Regions from separate parts of the Sus scrofa genome. Here region 2 is linked to region 1. Evidence: chromatin contacts called from public targeted proximity ligation data. All regions are on one chromosome and are shown on one strand. The core of a region is the stretch at or near the end of the contact, and the rest is flanking DNA. Distances in the headings are between cores, read along the strand shown.

Evidence for each region.
Region 2: a targeted proximity ligation map of alveolar macrophages shows a contact between it and region 1. A contact is called at or near these places in 1 of 47 Hi-C or Micro-C datasets (embryonic fibroblasts) and 1 of 2 datasets of targeted methods (alveolar macrophages).

Annotation. Positions count from the first base shown.
Region 1 is chr5:59,777,169-59,781,818 of Sscrofa11.1, reverse strand. The region is part of intron 3 of GPR19 (probable G-protein coupled receptor 19); the gene reads right to left. Among named protein-coding and RNA genes, the nearest start is that of GPR19, 30 kb to the right of the region's middle.
Region 2 is chr5:60,041,883-60,046,532 of Sscrofa11.1, reverse strand. The region is part of intron 2 of BORCS5 (a long non-coding RNA gene); the gene reads left to right. Among named protein-coding and RNA genes, the nearest start is that of BORCS5, 29 kb to the left of the region's middle.

The DNA of each region.
Region 1 (4,650 bases), core at 854-3,353:
CTAGTATCCATCAGGACATGGGTTTGATCCCTGGCCTTGCTCAGTGGGTTAAGTATCCGTCATTGTCGTGAGCTGTGGTGTAGGTCGCAGACAGGGCTTGGATCTGGCATTGCTGTGGCTGTGGTGTAGGCGGGCAGCTGTAGCTCCAATTTGACCCCTAGCCTGAGAATCTCCATATGCCATGGATGTGGCCCTAAAAAGACAAAAAAAAAAAAAAAAAAAAAGACTAATTTGTTATCATGTTATATGCAAAGTTATCCTTAATCACACATTTATCCAGTATTTTTTATCTAGTATGAGCCAGGATTGTGATAACTGCTAGAGATTCAGACAATAACTGGAGTTCTCTTATAGCACAGCAGGTTAAGGATATACCATTATCACTGCAGCAGCTCAAATCGCTGCTGTGCACAGATTTGATCCCTGGCCCAGGAACTTCCACATGCTGTGGGTGTGGCCAAAAAAAAAGTTAACTAGACAAAGTCTCTGCTTTTATGGAGCTTTCCTCTAGTGGGAGAAACAATATTACACAGCTAAACAAAAATTATTAGGAGCTCCCATTGTGGCTCAGTGGTAACGAACCTGAGTAGTATCCATGAGGACAAAGGTTTGATCCCTGGCCTTGCTCAGTGGGTTGGCGATCTGGTGTTGCTGGGAGCTGTGGTGTAGGTCGCAGACGCAGCTCAGATCCCAAGTTGCTATGGCTATGGTGTAGGCCAGAAGCTGCAGCTCCGATTTGATCCCTAGTCCGGCAAAAAAAAAAAAAAAAAAAAAAAAAAGGAAAAGAAAAGAAAAAAATTTTGGAGACAGAGCCAATAAGATTTGCTGAGGTGTGATGGGATTAAGGGATGGGGATGGCTCCTAGGTTTGAGGGTCTGAGATGCAGAAAGAAAAAGTTTGAGGAGCTAGAAATCAACAATTCTATTTTGGATGAGTTCAATTCCTATTAGATATCCAAGGAGAGCGACCCAGTTGGCAGTTGGATATATACATTTGGAGAAACATCCCTTCAGATTCTTTGATTCTTTGTCCATTTTCTTTTTTCTTTCTTTCTTTCTTTCTTTCTTTCTTTCTTTCTTTCTTTCTTTCTTTCTTTCTTTCTTTCTTTCTTCTTTCCTTCCTTTCTTTCTTTTCTTTCTTTTTCTTCCTTCCTTTCCTTTTCCTACTCCCTTTCTTCCTTCCTTTATCTTTTTAGGGCCACATATGGAAGTTCCCAAGCTAGGGGTCAAATTGGTGCTACGGCTGCTGGCCTATACCCCAGCCACAGCAACGCTAGATCTGAGCCAGGTCTATGACCTATACCGCAGCTCACAGCAACACCAGATCCTTAACCCACTGAGTGAGGCCAGGGATAGAACCCACGTCCTCAGGGATTCTAATTGTGTTCGTTACTGCTGAACCACAATGGGAACTCCCATCTTTGCCCATTTTCAATCATTCATTGTCCCATAAATATATTTTAAGATCATACTACGTGCCAAAACATTCTGTGCTAAAAACTGGATATACAATGGCAAACAAAACTGTGTCCCTACCTGCACAATGATGAGAGTCTAATTAGCTGTGGAGGAGTGGAGAGGAGAGTAAGAAGCAAGCATAAATAGACAGTAAGCTCTAATGAGTCCTACAAAAGAAAAGAGCAGGCTGTTATAAGAGAGCTTGGCAGGAGGCCCCTCTCTGGGGCTTGGGGGCTGGGGAAGCCATGGACGCAGCAGCAGCAGGGACAGAGAAGCATAGGGTCATCAATGATAGACTCATTGAGACTCCTGCTGCAGATAATGACAGGATAAGGAAATCTGGTCATCAAAGTGCCTGGATTCCCAAACTCCTTCCAGAGCCTGAACAATGTTGCAGGCTCCTTGAGGCCTGGCGTTAGGACTGCTCTTGTGATAGGTTATTGTCCTTAAGGTGACTTGGAATCCTTTATAGTCAAAAGAACCTATCCGTGGGGGCAGGGAAGAGACAAAAAGGAGTAGGTGGGGCCCAAAGGGACAAAGGTCCTCTGGGAACTTCCTTTCATTCTGGCACCCCAGGCTGGTTCCTCTTTTCTCCCTTCAGACTCCTCACCTTGTGCCCATTGGGTCATTTAAGCTGGGAGCAAAGAACGCTTTCTTTCTGCTTAGTGGAGAAAGAAAGGTCTGACTCACTCCCCTGCAGATCACTGCTCTGCTGCCATTGCAGCTGGAAGACTCCACAGCCTGGTACAATCAGGATACACGGCTGACATACTGATGTGCCTGCACTGTGCTCCCTGCTGGGATTTTTGCCCTATATCCTTCTGAGAATGAATCCAGACCCTCAGTGCTGCCTTGTCTTAGAGGATAGCTGCCTCACTGAGCCTGAGACAAACCTGTTGCCTTGGCTTTTGTTTCCTGGAAGCTGGGTTCTCTGAGGGGATTTCTGTAGAGAGGAGGAGGGAGAAACAAGGACCTCTGAACCAGGAATGCAGCTGTGCCCCCTGGAACCATGTAAAGGGTAGTACTGGATGAGCACAAGGGATCTTTGAAGGATGATGAAAATGTTCTGAAATTGATTATGTGATGGTTGTACAACTCTGTAAACGTACCAAATGTCACTGAGTAGTACCCTTAAAATGAGTCTGTTACAGTATGTAAATAAAGCACTTTAAAAAAAAAAAAAAAAAAAAAGGTAGTCCTGGGACCCTTGCCTAACTTCCTCACTGTGCTACAGGGAAGGGACAGGTGGTGATGGAGGCAGGCAGCTAGGGAGGTGGGTCCAAGGAATAGAGCTCCCCAGCTAGAAGAGAGGACAATGATGGGGGGGGGGAGCTTAAGCAACAGCTCCACCAGCCTTCAAGGACACACACGAGCTCAGACCATAACTACATCTCTGCTATAATCAGAGGGGATCCAAGTCTAGAGGGACCAGCCCATACACTTCACTGTGTGTTAAGAGCCCAAGGACCTAGGAAAAGGAAGAAGACAGTCCCAGAAATGTTTGTCACTGACATTTCCATTATCCTAGTACAACAGAGCCTTGCCACTATTTAAAAGAAACAGCGTGTGTAGAAGGCAGAACAACCCCCCAAAGTGTCCAATTCCTGTAACCTGGTAATATGTTGTGTTATATAGCCAAAGGGGACTCTGCAGATATAACTAAAGTTATAGAACTTAAAATGAAAAGATTATCCTGGATTATCCAGGTGGGCCCAAACTAATAAGCCCTTATAAAGACGGAACTTTCTTGGCTGATGGCAGAGAGATGTGACAGAAGAGAGAAAGAGAGATTCCAAGCATGAGAAGGAATCGGCAGGCTGTGGCTGGCTCAGATGTAGGGCTACAATGCAAGAACCAGGGAGAGGGCTCTGGAAGTTACAGATGGCCCCAAGCTGAGAGCCCTCAAGGAAACGTGATGTTGGGAGTTCCCATCGTGGCTCAGTGGTTAACGAATCTGACTAGGAACCATGAGGTGACGGGTTCGATCCCTGGCCTTGCTCAGTGGGTTAAGGATCCGGCGTTGCCCTGAGCTGTGGTGTAGGTTGCAGATGCGGCTCGGATCCTGCGTTGCTATGGCTCTGATTTAGGCCGGAAGCTACAGCTCCGATTCGACCCCTTGCCTGGGAATCTCCATATGCCACAGGAGCAGCCCTAGAAAAGGCAAAAAGACAAAAAAAAATAAATAAATAGAAAGCTCACTAGAAAAAAATGTTAAAAAAAAAAAAAAAAAAAAAAGGAAATGTGATGTTGGTCCTACTAGCACAAGGCACTGGATTCTGCCTACCACCGCAATGATCTTGGAAGGGAATCATCCCTGGAGCCTCTAAAAAGGAGCACAGTTGGCCAACACCTGGAATTCAGCCATGTGAGACTAAGCAGAGAAACTGGCCAGGCCCATCCAAACTTCTGACCTGCAGAACTGTGATGTCATAAACGCTGTTCTCTTAAGCCACTAAATTTGTGTTAATTTGTGACAGCAGCAATAGAGACTAATCAACATAGCATTTGTTACATAATGAATGGGAAAAATAAAACTCATACCAGCCACTCTATCACCTTCCACTACCCCACTGGCATCTAGAACATTAGCAAGCCACAGAAGCTTAAAAAACATAGTACTTTCTACTTTACCTTAAATGCTAGACTGGAGGCTGAGAACCCTTAGTTCTGATTAGAAGCACTGAACAGTAAATCAAGAGACTGAAGCCTTATTTTTACACCAGTTTCCCTGAACCTCCGTTTCCATGTCTACAATATGAATGAGCTGGCCTAGAGGATTTCTAAGGTCATTTTTGCTCCATGAACTAAAACTGATAGGCAGACATTGTGACAAGCAATACGCATTCATTTAAGTTGTAAGCCACCCCTTTCACGTGGTGGAGAGCTCATTCTGAGAGATTCTGATGGAAGTAGAGGGAAGCTGTTTGGGGTTGCTGGGGCCCAGCTCTGTGAGCCTTCACTGTCCAAGGTCAGTATTCTGGGTCTCTGAAGGAGAGAAGAATGGTACCTCAGGCCAGCCAAGTCATCCTCAATAACTACCCTGGATGTGCCAACAATCTCTTACTAAAGATTCCTTGCAAGAAGTGGTCTAGTCCTACCCAATATTTGATCATCTATGTGGGGAAAGAATCTGAAAGAGAATAGATATGTGTACATGTATAAATGAACCACTTTGTTGTACAGCAGAAATGAT
Region 2 (4,650 bases), core at 858-3,357, 260 kb before region 1:
GGGCAGCAGAAAAGTTGCTTATTTTCATAGCCTGCTCCATTCTGGCACAACATGTACTTCAGCTGAGGCAGGAGGGATGGGAGAAGCCCCAGGTTAGAATGCCACAGTTCCCCACTGTTTTTGTTCAAGTTCATCTGTTTTTTTAGACATAAATGCTTCTCAGGTTATTATATGCCTTTGGCCGATTTCTCACGCTTCAGAATTTTTTTATAGAGATGTTTTGTTGATCACCTTACTTAGCTATAGTAAGAGGTCATATCTGGCCCGTTCTTTTAATCTGTGTTTATATTTAAAGTGTGTTTCTTGTAACCAGAATATAGCTGAGTCTTGCTTTTTCATTCATGTTGAAAAATCTCTTGTCTTTTATACAGTATCTTCGACCTTCTTACATTCGATGTAATTTCAGCATGGTTGGATTGAACTTTTACACCTTGCTGTTTTCTGTTTATGCCAGCTGTTCTTTAATTCTTTTTCCTTCTTTTTGTGTTTACTTTAGCATTAATCAAATCTTGTTATGATCCGATTTTATCTCCACTATTGGCATATCATTTCAATCTTCAAAACTCTTTGTGTGGTTGCCTTAGGGTTTACAATGCATGTCTTTCATTAATCACCACTTCATGTAGTGTAAAAGTTTTTATCTCAGGAAGGTATTTATATTCCAATTTCCTCTTCATATTTTGTGCTATTGTTGTTATACATTTTTCTTTTACATAAGCTATAAACCCACAATACATTGCTATTTTTGTTTTAGACCAGGGGGCGGTAAATTTTTTCTGTAAAGGGCCTGATAGTAAGTATTTTAGGCCATCTGGTCTTTGTCTCAACTACTCAACTCTGTCATAAGCAGCCATAGACAATACATAAAAGAATGGGTGTTACTGTGTTCCAATATAACTTTACTTACAAAAACAGGAAGTGGGTGCGATTTGGCCCTTGTGCCATACTTTATTGACCCCCTGCTTTAGACAATCATTATTTAGAGCTATTAAAAATATGAAAAAAGGTATTTCATAGTTGCCTTCATTTCAACCATTTCTGGAGATCTTCATTTCTTTATATTGATCCAGGATTCTGTTTGATATCATGTTCCTTTTGCCTGAAGAACTTCCTTTTGCATTTCTTGTGGTATGGATCTTTCGGAAATGAATTCTTTGTTTTTGTTGATCAGAAAAAGTCTTCATTGTTAACTTTATTTCTTTGTTCCTCTGTGTGTAATGTATTTCTTTTTTTCTGGCTGCCTTCAAGATTTTCTCTTTTTTCCCCTTATTAAAAAAAAATAATTTAAATTCAGTAAGATATACCCATTTTAAAGTATAGTTCTCTGAGTGTCGATGTATCTGTACAGTTGTGAAACCAGTCTAACATCATGAAATAAAATAGTTTTGTCATTTCCCCCAGCTCCTCCTATGTCACTCTGTAGTCAGTTTCACCCTTCACCTCAGCTTCTGACTATTGTGATCCATCCCTGAAGTTTTGCCTTTTCCAGAATGTTGTTTAAATGGAATCATTTAAGTTATAGCCTTTTGCGTCTGGCTTCTTTCACTTAGCGTAATGCGTTTGAGATTCATCCCTATGGTTATATCAGTATATGGTTCCTTTTTGTTGCTGATCACTATTCCATCTTACAAATCTACCATAGTTTGACTATAAAGCCACTGTAACAACAGTTTAACAGCTGTCACAGCACATGGCAGGATTGTTTTCCGAAAGATTTAATAAACCAGTTCATAGTAAAACTAGCAGTGTCTGAATGTGTTAGTTTCGTAATATCCTCTTTAACACTGGGCCTTATTTACGTATTTTTTAATCCAAAATGGAAATGTCTTTTAATCTGATCGTAAAAGTCATATCCGCACCTTTAAAAATTGTGGAACAGACTCTTCTTTAGACAGTTTCAGTTCCCGTATAACATGATTTTGTCTCACCCAGCCCTCTGACCTGAAACCTAAACATACTCTGTTTTGACCCTTTTTAGAGCATGACCCCTAGTACTGAAGAGTATTCCAGGTGTGGACTGGATCTTCTGTCTTGCTCTGCATGCTGTATTTCTTTTAAGACAGCCCAAGTTTGAGGTAGCTGTCTGGGCAGCCACATGCAGTTGAGTCATATTGCATCATCAAAAATCCTAAAGTCCTCTTTACTTACGCTGATGTTAAGCCACACCTCCCTTATTTTGTATTTCTGCAGATAGCTTTTTGGACCTTCATTGCACATCTTTAGAGTTCATGTCAGCTGTAGCCAGTGTTTCTAACTTCTTCAGGCTATTTTTGGACCCCCATGATTAACATACTTTGAGTGACCTCATTCACGTCACTGAAAAACGCTTAACAGGACAGGACTGAGATCAGAGAGCGAGAGAAGAGCTCAGGCCCTATTAGAGTCAGCAGACACAGAACTCTTGCCATCTGTTAAGAATATTTTTTACTTTCTAATTTCTGTTTTGTGTTTTGGGGGGTAAGGAGATTGCCACCTTATATATAATTAGCAAAAGGTGAAGTTCAGTACTATAATAGGTATTAAGACTTATTTTGGTATCTTTTTATTAGTATCATGTTTTATCAGATGTCATGGATGCAATATTTATTATGGTATCCTATGTATAACTCTGTGTACGTGTTTTTATTGCTACAGTACTTATATAAAATGTCGAGTTGGTTTTTTCCTAAGGCTTTAGATGACATTGTGGACCACACTTCCAAACAGAGTGGCAGTCATCAGAGAGAAAATTGCAACATTGAGGGGAGAGGAAAAACTTTTTTTAAAACCTGCCCTAGAGAGTTCCATCGTGGCTTAGCGGTAGCAAACCCGACAAGTATTCATGAGGATGCGGGTTCGATCCCTGGCCTCCCTCAGTGGATTAAGAATCCGTGCTGCCGTGAGCTGAGTTGTAGGTTGCAGACGCAGCTCGGGGATCTAGCGTTGCTGTGGCTATGGTGTAGGCCATCAGCTACAGCTCCGATTTGACCCCTAGCCTAGGAACTTCCATATGCCGTGGATTTGGCCCTAAAAAAAAGCAAACCAAAAACGAAAATCAAAAAACCTGCCCTAAACCTAAATAAACTAGTAGTGTCCTGGATACTGCTAATTTAGAGTGCAAGAAATGAGCAAAGAGGAACTGCTAGCCAGGGATAGTTAATATTCAAAAGCAAAATAAATATATCTGTAACTAAAGATAAAATAAATGTCATCATGACATCCACTGTTTTCTTTGGATGTGGTTACTGAGCAGTAGTAGATAAGCATATTAGTAAAACCACTGTAACAGGCAATGTTCCATAGTAATGCAATAAGGAAAAGTAGGACAAGGCATGAGTAATTATGGGAAGGAAACCAGACTCATAAGGGGCACATATAAGAAAAGGTAAGAGTCATTTGGAAGTCTGGTCAGGGGACCAGAGGAAAGCTAACATTAACATTATGGCCAGATGGGCTTTATCTTTCTGCTGTTCTTTCCATTTCCTGCCAATATACTGGAAGAGATGGAAACACAATATCAAGGCAGCCCCACACATTAAAAGTGTGAGATGGAAATGAAATAAATGTTCGCAGATAAATGAGCATAACTCCCTTTGGTTAGACAACTAAGCCATTCTTTTAGCAAGTTGAAGCCAACACTCCTCCAACTTGCAGTCAATTCTGGCAAGAAGATAACAGTTCTAGTGCCTCTTTATTTTGGCTTTGTTTTATCCCTCCTTTGGCTTTGGTAACTCTCACTGACTCTTGCTTGTTCCAACATGGGGACAGAGCACAGGTTGCTGAGACAAATGTGAGTTCAAATAGAAAGTCTGTAGGACGATACTAACTGTCCCTAGTCAGGTTTTTTTTTCTCCCTAGTCCCATATACAGACAAATACATTTTAAATGAACATTTAAAAATTCTAGTTAATCATGCATACCTCTGCCAGAGTCTTTTTGGAAGCCTAGCTCATGTCATGTGATTTCTGCTCAGAGTCTTGGGTTGCTCCATACTGCTTGCCAGGTTCAGGTCTGAGCTCCTCAACTTGACGTGAAGATCTCAAGAAGTCTTTCTATCCCATCAGCCACTTTGTGCCTGTGTCTTGAATTCTAGGCCGAATAGAACTGCTTCCCTTTTTCACTGTTCCACGCCTTTGCTCATGCTGTTCTGTCTGAAAGCTGTCTTCTCCATCACAGCCTGCTCAAACATTACCATTCTTTAAGATTGTGATTGTTCATTTGTTCAACAAACATTGAAGTGACTACTATGAACTCTAGGTGCTGTTCTAGTAGGTGAGCCTTTGGTAAAATATAAATTACTTGCTTTTGTAGAACTTGCTTATCGATCATCCCACTAGAATGTAAGTTTGTCTCAAATATTCAACCCCATCTTTTTTACCTTCTCTAAGTTGTTATAATGCATCTTTATACAAATCATGATGATGAGAAAGAAAAAAGTAAGATATTTGAATGATCACTGTGGCTGGGCACAGAATATTCCTAAAATGCTCTAATTTTTGTGTGTATGTGTGTGTCTTTTTTTTTTTTTTTTTTTTTTTTTTTTTTTTTAGGGCTGCACCTGTGGTTTATGGAGGATCTCAGGCTAGGGGTTGAAACGGAGCTTCAGCTGCCTACACCCCAGCCACAGCAACGCCAGATCCCAAGCCTTGCCTGCGACCAAAACCACAGCTC